Regions from separate parts of the Pan troglodytes genome. Here region 2 is linked to region 1. The links are chromatin contacts, called in public HiChIP or PLAC-seq maps. All regions are on one chromosome and are shown on one strand. The core of a region is the stretch at or near the end of the contact, and the rest is flanking DNA. Distances in the headings are between cores, read along the strand shown.

The links. HiChIP or PLAC-seq counts read pairs in DNA pulled down with a chosen protein or histone mark.
Region 2: an H3K4me3 HiChIP or PLAC-seq map of stem cell-derived excitatory neurons shows a contact between it and region 1, with 3 times the contacts expected there. The contact joins the promoter of PPP6R3 here to the promoter of C11H11orf24 in region 1. A contact is called at or near these places in 1 of 7 Hi-C or Micro-C datasets (blood) and 1 of 1 datasets of contacts at active chromatin or transcription factors (stem cell-derived excitatory neurons).

Annotation. Positions count from the first base shown.
Region 1 is chr9:70,311,972-70,317,192 of NHGRI_mPanTro3-v2.0_pri, reverse strand. C11H11orf24 (chromosome 11 C11orf24 homolog) reads left to right here and starts at 2,481. Exons shown (of 5, transcript XM_016921394.3): 1 at 2,481-2,682. It overlaps LOC107967134 (a long non-coding RNA gene), which reads right to left and starts at 2,458. Exons shown (of 5, transcript XR_008537862.2): 1 at 2,363-2,458.
Region 2 is chr9:70,502,848-70,508,068 of NHGRI_mPanTro3-v2.0_pri, reverse strand. It overlaps PPP6R3 (protein phosphatase 6 regulatory subunit 3), which reads right to left and starts at 2,736. Exons shown (of 24, transcript XM_001173771.7): 1 at 2,623-2,736.

The DNA.
Region 1 (5,221 bases), core at 1,232-3,731:
TTCAATGGACTCTAGGTTTCAGGTGACCAAAGATGCTATCAGAGAATATGACTTTCTCATAGGAGAGAATGAGTTTCTCGGTATGTTGGACCATCTCAGCCAGATATTTCTGTGTCAGAAACCCATCAGTAACACTCTAGACTGGAGATCAGCAAATATATTCTGTAAAGGGCCAGAGAGTAAATATTTTAGGACTTGTGAGCCATATAGTCTCTACAACTAGTCGACCGTGCCCTTTTATCAAAAAAGCAGCCACAGACAATACCTAATGAAGAGGCATGACTCTGTTCCAATAGAAATTTAAGAAAGCAGATGGGCTGGGCGCGGTGGCTCACGCCTGTAATCCCAACACTTTGGGAGTCCGAGGCGGGCGGATCACTGGGTCAGGAGATCAAGACCATCCTGGCTAACATGGTGAAACCCTGTCTCTACTAAAAATACAAAAAATTAGCTGGGCGTGGTGGCGGGCGCCTGTAGTCCCAGCTACTCGGGGGGCTGAGGCAGAAGAACGGCGTGAACCCGTGAGGCGGGGCTTGCAGTGAGCCGAGATGGCGCCACTGCACTCCAGCCTGGGCGACAGAGCAAGACTCCGTGTCTAAAAAAAAAAAAAAAAAAGCAAGCAGATGGAAGTCTAGCTGCCCAGCTGCTCTAGAGGAGAGGCTGTGTCTTATGTTTGTAATTTCAGCCCCAGCAGTAAAAATTGTCCCTATGTTGCCAAAGAGGAAATGAAAACAGAGTCACAGTCATTGATTTTTTTTTTTTTTTTTTTTTTAGAAGGAGTCTCGCTCTGTCGCCTAGGCTGGAGTGCAGTGGTGAGATCTTGGCTCACTGAAGCCTCCCCCTCCCAGGTTCAAGCAATTTTCCTGTCTCAGACTCCCGAGTAGCTGGGAATACAGGCACACGCCACCACGCCTGGCTAATTTTTATATTTTTAGTAGAGACGGGTTTCACCATATTGGTCAGGCTGGTCTCAAACTCCTGACCTCAGGTGATCCGCCCGCCTTGGCCTCCCAAAATGTTGGGATTACAGGCGTGAGCCACCGCGCCCAGCCCAGTCATTGATTTTTGAAAAGGGCAGGCAAAGAACTAAAATCTGCCTGACGATTGTATATTTTCACTTCTGGAGTGAGCCTCAATACCGTACTTCATGTTAGATCCGAACTAGTTGGAAAAATTAAAGCAAATACATAGTGAAAGGATCTGATCTTCACATGATTCAACCGGCGTTGGGTCTCAGCAAACCCAACTTTGCAGGTTAAATTCCACACATGAACTGTGGTTGAACTGGGGATGGTGGTGGTGACATCAAATCGCATTTCAGGTGCTCCCAGAGCTCGGAGTGGATGGTAGATCCTGTCTTTGCCCAATCTCAGCTTTCTGTGTCTCTTAGCTTCCTAGCCGAAGACCCCAAGGCAGGTTATAAAACTGGAAATAAAGTCTTGGTTTGCTCCTGTGAAATCATCCTTCGCAGACAGGTTTTGGTTTGGACCGGGGGATGCCTGAGGGTCTTATACAGACTGGGATTCAGTCACAGAACTACTAACTTGCAAAGCCTATTTCTTTCTTTCTTTTTTTTTTTTTTTTTTTTTTTGGAGACAGAGTCTCGCTCTGTCGCCCAGGCTGGAGTGCAGTGGCACGATCTCTGCTCACTTCAACCTCCACCTCCCAGGTTCAAGCAATTCTCCTGCCTCAGCCTCCCGAGTAGCTGGGACTACAGGCGCACGCCACCACGCCCGGCTAATTTTTTGTATTTTAGTAGACACGGGGTTTCACCATGTTGCCCAGGCTGGTCTCGAACTCCTGAGCTCAGATAATCCGCCCGTCTCGGCCTCCCAAAGTGCTAGGATTACAGGCAAGAGCCACCGCGCCTGGCCTGCAAAGCCTATTTCTAACCAAAGTCAAGTCCCACACACTTGCCTCTACATTGCGTTTTGCTCCTTTGTTATCCCAGGTTTTACAATTACAGAGCACTTGATGAGCCTATTTCCACGTCTGTAAAATGGGGCGAAGTTCTTCACTGTGCTATTGCAGAATTAATTCACTGGCTCTATAGGCAAAGTGCTTAGCACGGGCGTGGCACGCTGCGGGTGCACAGAAACGCTCGCTGCCACCCCACCCTTAACTACCGGGCACCCCAGCGCCCCGCCAGGGGCTGAAGAAACGTGGGAGGAAGCGGAGGAACGCGAAGGGCGTGTGCCCGCGAAAGGTCTCACGAGGCGTTTCGAGGTCGCCTCTTCAGGCTCGGCTGCCGACAAGGTGCCTCTGAGCTCACCCAGCCCAACCCGCGCACCCCGGGACCCCAAGACGGCAGCGGGCACAGCTGGGCAGCAGAGACCCGGGAACACCCACTTCCGCCACAGACCTGCTCAAAATAGCTCCTTCTGGCAGCGCGCGAGACGTGGCCCGAGCCGGCCCCGGGGAGGCGGGGCCTGAGAGCAGACAACCCCCCCACTTCCGGCTCGCCTCCGTTCGCCACAGGCCCCGCCGCAGCCGCTCTTCGCCCGGGCCAGGAGGCCCGCCCCGCCCTCCGTGACGTCATTTCCGGCGTTTGGGCGGGGCGCGGGCAGGGCGCGCTGCCCGGAGCTGCCTGGGTTGCGCTGCCGGCCACGTCCCCGCGCCGGGCCTCAGGCTCCTTCCTACTGTCCGAGGGCCACCAGGCCGCCGGGGGCCTGCTGCGCCCGGGTAAGGGGCTCGCACTGCCGTCCGGGTAGCTGCTGTCAGGGCTCCCTGACTGGCTTGGGACTGAGAGACAGAGGTGGGGGGCAGGAGGAGGGTTGGATGGGGGCACGAGGGGCAGTGGGAGAGTGAGTGGGGCTGAGAGAGGCAGGAGGAACGGGACAGGAGGAGCGGCGGATGGGGCACGCACAGAGTGCAAGACGCTGAGCAATGCAGGTACTGAAGAAGTCAACTGGGGGCCGAGCATGGCTGGGGGCCCAAGAGGCAGGAGGAGGGAGGAGGGCCGAAGGGGGCCCAGACTGGAGAAGAGGCCGGCTTGTCCCATTGTGGGAGCAGAATGGGGACACTCTGGAAGGGGGCCGAATTTGTCCTGGGGTCTTTCCCGGGCAAGCCCAGGACGGGACTGGACCCCAAGAAGTGTCGCTCTTACTTGAGTGACACAGACCTATCCCCCAGACCCTCTCTCTACCTGGGTGGAGGTTGTGCATTGCCCCAGATTCCCTCCCCTGCCCATCTGTCTCCCTGCCTGCTTCCCCCGTGCGAGTCACTTAGTAGCCCCCGTGTGGCTGCTTAGCATGTTGACTTAATCGTTAGGCTGATAGGAGGAATCGGCCTCCACACGCATGGTTTGCCACCAGAAATAATCATCGTGCTTAGAAATCTGACTGTAACAACTTGCAGCTATCCCTCGCCCCAGGAAAATCTCTAACATTTCGATAAAATCAGCTAGGAAAATCTTTAAAATATAAATGTTTCCATTTATACAGTGGATCTGCCTAATGGACAAAGGAATGTCAGAGCTACCCACGTTCTTAGCAAAAACTAGGCCCTAGTATTTAGCTGTGTTACCAAAACTTCCAGAAACCTGGAAGCAAGCAAGGTAGTTAATGTAATATAATAAATGTCCAATGTTCTAGGTTCCCGTCTGCCACAGAGTCACATCCTTTGGGCTACAGGACAATGTCTATATACACAAAGCCATAAGTCTGTGTTCCTTGGGCTTCTGCTACCAAAGTTCAGCCAGGTGATGTGTCAGGATTAGGTACCTGCAGTTTGCCCTGTATTTGTGTTTGCAGTTCCTACTCCTTGGTATCTGTAGCTTGCCTAACTTGGTGTGGGGGCCTGGCCATGTTGCTGCTGAGTGAGTCTTAATAGCCTGATAGAATGTGGGGGTAACAGCTGTAGTCCTTTACCAAGCTTCAGGATTGGTCTTTGGAACCTCTCTATGCCAGGAAAAAAGAATTAAGTTATTTCTTTCCCCCCCTTTTTTTTTAAGAGATGGGGTCTCACTATGTTGCCCAGGCTGAACTCAAACTTCTGGGCTTGTAATCCTCCCACCTCAGCCTCCTGAGTGTCTGGGATTACAGGCATGCAGCACCACGCCTGGAGTCCAGTTTTGTGTAACTTGCATAAAGTGCCCCACATATAACAAGCCAAGGTTCAGAACACAAGAATTCAGACAAGATGCCTTGGGAGGCATCTCGAGGTCATGAACCAGAAAAGGATAGGGAGGTTGACACCCAGGGGCATAGTTGGGGGGTGCTTTTGTCATGGAGTGTCACCTGGCTCAAGGGAGTATCCTGTTGCACCTTCCTTGCAGATTCTATGGGGAGCTGACCCCTGAAGAAGGGAGCTCCCAGTGCCAGCCTAACCTTCCGTCTTTCCATCTGCCCTGGTCTCCAACTTAATACAAACTTAATTCTCTCTCGCTCATTCCCCTCCTGCCCCTGGGGTCTCTTTTTTCCCATCTGTTATGGTCTGAGACCCTCATCTACCCAGTCTCCCTGTACCACATAATAATGAGAATAACTGGGTGGGGTCCCGAGACCCACATCCTAATTTTGGCTTGAAGCCTTTGCAGGGGAAACAGTTATTTTAAATGTTGTTAATGGTTTGTCCATCATGAGTCAACTTACATAGATGACCACAGGTTCCCGCATGGGATCTTGACATTTAGAATATTCTGTTGGAAAGTGGAGGCAGGACCATAGCAGAGGGATGAAGTCATAGGACAACGAAGGCCTGTTCTCGACTACACAGTGGCCAATTCCTGTTTCTCTGGGAGTGACCACCAGCCCCACCGGCTGGGAGGGAATAAGTGGTGATGGTATCCAGCAGAAGTTTCCTAAGAAACCCGTGGAGTGTCCTGATATAGCCTTGTGGACCTGCTCTGTGTGTGTGCCCTCACCTTTGTGTGTGTGATTTTGCATGTGTATGTGTGTGCCTGTGTGAGTGCACATGTGTGGTGGCATGTGTGCATGTGCAGATGGACATATGTGCAGCTGTGCGCACACAAGCGTGTGTGACTAAGTGCATGTATGTGTGGCTGTGTGTGCACACGTGGGCATCTGTGTTGGGAGCAGGCCCATGGTGGTCCTTGATATCACCACCTACTGATAACCTTCCCATGATAAGAGGTGATGAGCTGTTTCTGTACTCTCCTGAGTACGCGTTAAATATTCATCAATGAGAGAAGCATTTGTGCCGGTTGACATCTTTGCATTATGGCTTTGCTCCTGGATTCCTCCGAAGTTTTGGTTGGCTC
Region 2 (5,221 bases), core at 1,487-3,986, 190 kb before region 1:
CACTTGTTTTAAAGAGATGTTTATTTGTAACAAGCACATAATCTCTCTACCAAATAGGTGCAAAGCCCTATCTTTTTTTTTTTTTTTTTTTTTTTTTTTTTTTTCCTGAGACTGAGTCTCACTCTGTCTCCCAGGCTGGACTTGGCTCACTGCAACCTCCGCCTCCCGGGTTTAAGCGATTCTCCTGCCTCAGCCTCCCAAATAACTGGGATTACAGTCACACGCCACCATGACTGACTAATTTTTGTATTTTTAATAGAGACAAGGTTTCACATGTTGGCCTGGTCTCGAACTCCTGACCTTAAGTGATCCGCCAGCCTCGGCCTCCCAAAGTGCTGGGATTACAGGCGTGAGCCACCGCGCCCGGCCAAAGCTTTATCTTAAAAAGCTAGGCAACCTCATCCTGTCAATGTTACTTCTATTCATTTTCTGCTCAGCTATGGTCTGATTCTCAAATTCTCAATTAGTTCATTGAAACTAACAACTTTTTGCTTGTTGACTTTGCTTTGCTATACTTTACACAAAGGCTAGACTTCTAAACCGAAAACAATCTTCTTCCTGTCCTTAAGTTCCACCAGCAAGATACTCATCTCTACTTAAGACTGAGTCCATCAAAACACACATCTCCAATACAGCAAACCAAGTCCCAAGTAAACACAACAATACCAGGGGAAGGTGCACGCAAGGTTTCGAGCACCATGGAGGAGAGTATCGGGCAAGCGGTAAAGGATTGTGAGTTTATTTCTGACTGAGTGCAGGCATTTTGTTCAATGTTCTAGACTCCCTGACCAGACATGCTGAAGTGGAGAATACCTTCCAAAGTATCCCTCCAGGACAAAAGCTATTTCCCAAACTATCTTTGCTGAAGAATACTGCAATCCACGGCACCCTTACAGTCTTCAGTAACAAGGAGGACTACACTAAGAAACCCTAGTTACTGATTCGGGTGGCAGTCACCCAGAAACTAGTATCCAAAAGCACATGAGGAATAAAGCCCGACTTAAGCTTGTGATGGGCTTTTCTGTATTTAACCATCTCTTTAAACATTATGAGGTGCTACTACTCATTAATTACTCCGGTAAATGTTCCTAATTTAAGGAATGGTCAAAACCCCTGTTCTGAAAAAATTAAAATAACTTATAATTTTACTTTTTCGGCCCAACTGAGTCTTACACATAGCTTTCTAAAGGCAGTCACCAAGATTCGGGACTCAAATGCTCATCTGACTTCCCAATAGTACCTAAACATTTAAAAATCAAATTTAAATTAAACAATAATAGCCATCAACTAGCCTAACCACTAATCAGCCACTGAGGTGATTCTATGTGCCAGGCACGGCTCTAGCTGTTTTACATGTATTAGGGCAATTATCCTGACAAACTTATGGCTGGGACACTTATTATTATTCCCATACTACAGAGAAAAAAAAAGAGAAGCTGGGTAACTTGCCCAAGGTCACAGAGCTAAAAAGTGGTCACTGACTCCACTCCACAGTGAGGAAAACCCAACCACCACCATAACTGGGTCTCATACACTTGCTCAGTTCGGTGGTTGGAAACCTGGAGTCCCTGTCCCCCTTGAAGCCTATCTGCAACATGACCTTGAGGACAAAATCAAAGTAAACGTCCCACGAATAAAGGACACCACCCCGTCAACAAGTGCTGCGAGGATGAAAGGGAACGCCTGTCAAGCACCCCCTCCCATAAAAGCAAAACAGACCCAAAGCCCCACAGAGAAAATGTGAAGTACCAGGAAAATGACATTAAGTCACGCGGTTGAAACGTCAGGGCACGGAGGTACATCCAAAGACCCATCCCGTTCACCTATAATTAAAAAGTCCAAATTGTGATCACAGCCAGCAGGACCTCAACAGGAAACACCTCCAAGTAAACAGTGAATGGGCTTCTTTAAGAGGGAGGGACTTCAAGCCACAAGAAGGACCACCCACCCCCCCACCCCCGGCTCAAATACACCAGGGAGGCATTCGAGACAGTTTACATACAAGCCACCTCACAGGAGTTAAAAAGCCACTGGGAAGGGTACTGGGAGCCTCGGAACTGGCTGGTGTGGATCCCGATGACTCTGCGGCGAATTAACAGAAACCCACAAAACTTGTTTCCCGAAGAGCAGAGTCCAACAATGGTCTTCGCGACTCTTGACGGCGAGTTGCTGCCTCAACTTGACGCGCTCCCCGAGGCCCCCGGGAGGCCCAGCGGGAGCGGAGACCGGGCGCGGGCCGGGGAGGGGCGAGACTGCGGGCCGCGGCCGGCGGGCGGGAAGGCTGGAGCCAGAGCCGGGTCAGGGGCGCGCCTCGCCCGCCCGCCGCGCCAGGCCGCGAACGTCAACGAGGCACAAAGTTCGCCGCCCCGACCGCGTCCCGCTCCCGGCGCCCGTCTTGGCGGGGCCCCCGGCTAACAGGAGCGGACGGGGAGCGGCCGGGAAGGACTCGGCGCCGCGCCTCCCGGGCCCGCGGAGCGACGAATTCCGGGGGGGGAGGGGAGAGGGGCCGGGACGTTCCCTCCCTGAGCCGCCGAGGCCCAGGTGGAGGGGCCCCGCGCCTGCCCGCGCGCCTCGCACACCCCGCGCCGCGGCCTGCTCCGGCGCCTCCCCCACCCCCATTACCTGGAGGTGCCCACGACCCGCCGCTAGTTGCGCTCAGGCGGGAAACGCGCTCACCGACACCATCAGCGAAGCGCCCAAAATGGCGGACGTATCAAGCAGGCCTTGAGTTCCCCCCGCCCTCCCTCTGGCCGCCTCTCAGCCAATCGCGGCCCTGTCCCCGCCCCCAGCTCCAGGCTCATTGGCCCCTCTCTCCCGCCCCCTACTACCTATTGGATCGCCTAGCGGCTCCTTTGACTCCGTTCCGATTGGCCCGCAAGCCTCGTCAGTCAAGCGCGAGGGGCGCATTCTTTTCCCATGGACTTGACGGATCCGGAACCTCTAGGACCCCGGAGCCTGAGAAACAAATCAGAAACGGGGAGAAACCTGGCTGGGTCCCCCTACGCCGTAGCAACAGCAGGTCCTCCGCTTGACGGACGCTTCGGACCACCAATCCGAGTGGCCAATGCTTTTTAAAACTAAATTGAGCCAAGCCAATCATGGCCGTGGAGCCGGAGCCGTGAGGGAGCCAATAGGGTGGCGAGCTGGCCGGGCGGGGCGGGGGCGGCGGGGGACACCGGTGGTGACGTGAGCCACAATATGCGCCGGCTGCAAAGGTTAGGCCGAGCTAGGGAATCAGCTTAAGTGGAGAAGCGTTCGTTTAGTATGTGAGAGGTAACGGGATCGATGCCCGCATTCGCCGCAGGGGAATTTTATCAGAATGATTTCCCATTGCGGTCTCTTTACCCGAAAGAGGTGGCTGTCCTCGTAGCGGTGTCAAGGTGAGGGATCGCGGAATATCCCTACCTGTGACGCACCGCCAAGAGATAAGTGCCCTTGTCCTGGGGGAAGGATTTAGACGAGAACTTTTGGGGTTTGGTTTTGTTTGAGACGGAGTTTCCCTGTTGTCCCCCAGGCTGGAGTGCAGTGGTGCGACCTCAGCTCATTGCAACCTCCGCCTCCCAGGTTCAAGCAGTTCTGTCTCAGCCTCTCGTGTAGCTGGGATTACAAGCGCACGCCACCATGCCCGGCTAATTTTTGTATTTTTAGAAGAGACGGGTGTTTCACCATGTTGGCCAGGCTGGTCTCGAACTCCTGACCTCAGGTGATCCGCCCACCTCAGCCTCCCAAAGTGCAGGGGTTATAGGGGTGAGCCACCGCTCCTGGCCTGGGGTCTTTTTTGAGACAAGGTCTTGCTCTGTTGTCCAGGCTGGAGTGCGGTGGGGTGATCATGACTCACTGCAGCCTCCACCTCCTGGGCTCAAGCAGTCCCCCCACCTCAGCCTCCCGAGTAGCTGGGACCACAGGCACGCACCACTGGGCCCCGCTAATTTAATTTTTTGTAGAGACAGGGTTTCCGTGTGCACACGAGCTTCTAAATGCTCCCCCGGGCTTCCCGTTCCCCGCCATATCTGTGCCTCCCAGGTAGGACCGAGGTCCCGGACATCAGGACCCCCGCCCCAAGAGCCAGCCCGGGACACCGAGACAGCCCACGGTTAGACCCCATGCTAATAACCTGCCTTATTCCAAAATGGATTTGAGGCGCCTCTCAGAGTCCCATGAAAATCCACAGGAGGTCCCGGCGCGGTCACGCCTGTAATCCCAGCACTTTGGGAGGCCGAGGCGGGTGGATCACGAGGTCAGGAGATCGAGACCATCCTGGCTAACACGGTGAAACCCCGTCTCTACTAAAAATACAAAAAGAAAAAAAAAATAGCCGGGCGCAGTGGCGGGCGCCTGTAGTCCCAGCTACTCAGGAGGCTGAGGCAGGAGAATGGCGTGAACCCGGAAGGCGGAGCTTGCAGTGAGCCGAGATTGCACCACTGAACTCTAGACTCGACGACAGAGCGAAACTCTGTCTCAAAAAATAAATAAATAAATAAAAACAAAAAAGACTGGTCTCATAAGATTATGATATTGTAGTTGTACTGGACTTTTTTTTTTTTTTTTTTTTCTGAGATGGAGTCTTGCTCTGTCGCCCAGGCTGGAGTACAATGGGGTGATCTCAGCTCACTGCAACCTCTGCCTCCTGGGTTCAAGCAATTCTCCCTGCCTCAGCCTCCCCAGTAGCTGTAATTACAGGTGCATGCCACCATGTCCCACTAATTTTTGTATTTTTAGTAGAGATGGGGGTTTCACCATGTTGACCAGGCTGGTCTGGAACTCCTGACCTCAGGTGATCCACCCACCTTAGCCTCCCAAAGTGCTGGGATTACAGGCGTAAGCCACCACGCCCAGCTGTACTGGATCTTTTCTATGTTTAGATACACAAATATTTACCATTGTGTTACAGCTGCTTTCAGTATTCAGCACAGTAACATGCTGTATGGATGTGTAGTCTAGGAGCGATAGGCTATCCCATATAGCCCAGGTGTGTAGTAGGCTAGACCATCTGGGTTTGTGCTAAGTATACCTGTGATGTTTGCAAAGGACAAAATTGCCTAACGATGCATTTCTCAGAACACATCTCCGTTGTTAACTGTACTAAGCCATTTTATATACGGGACTTGAGAATCCTTGGGGGTCCCAGAAGCAATCTCCCACGGATACAGAGGGACAACTGTATCTACCAGCCCGTGTACGCGCCACGAAAAGTACTGTGCTTCTGGGGAGGCTGCAGACA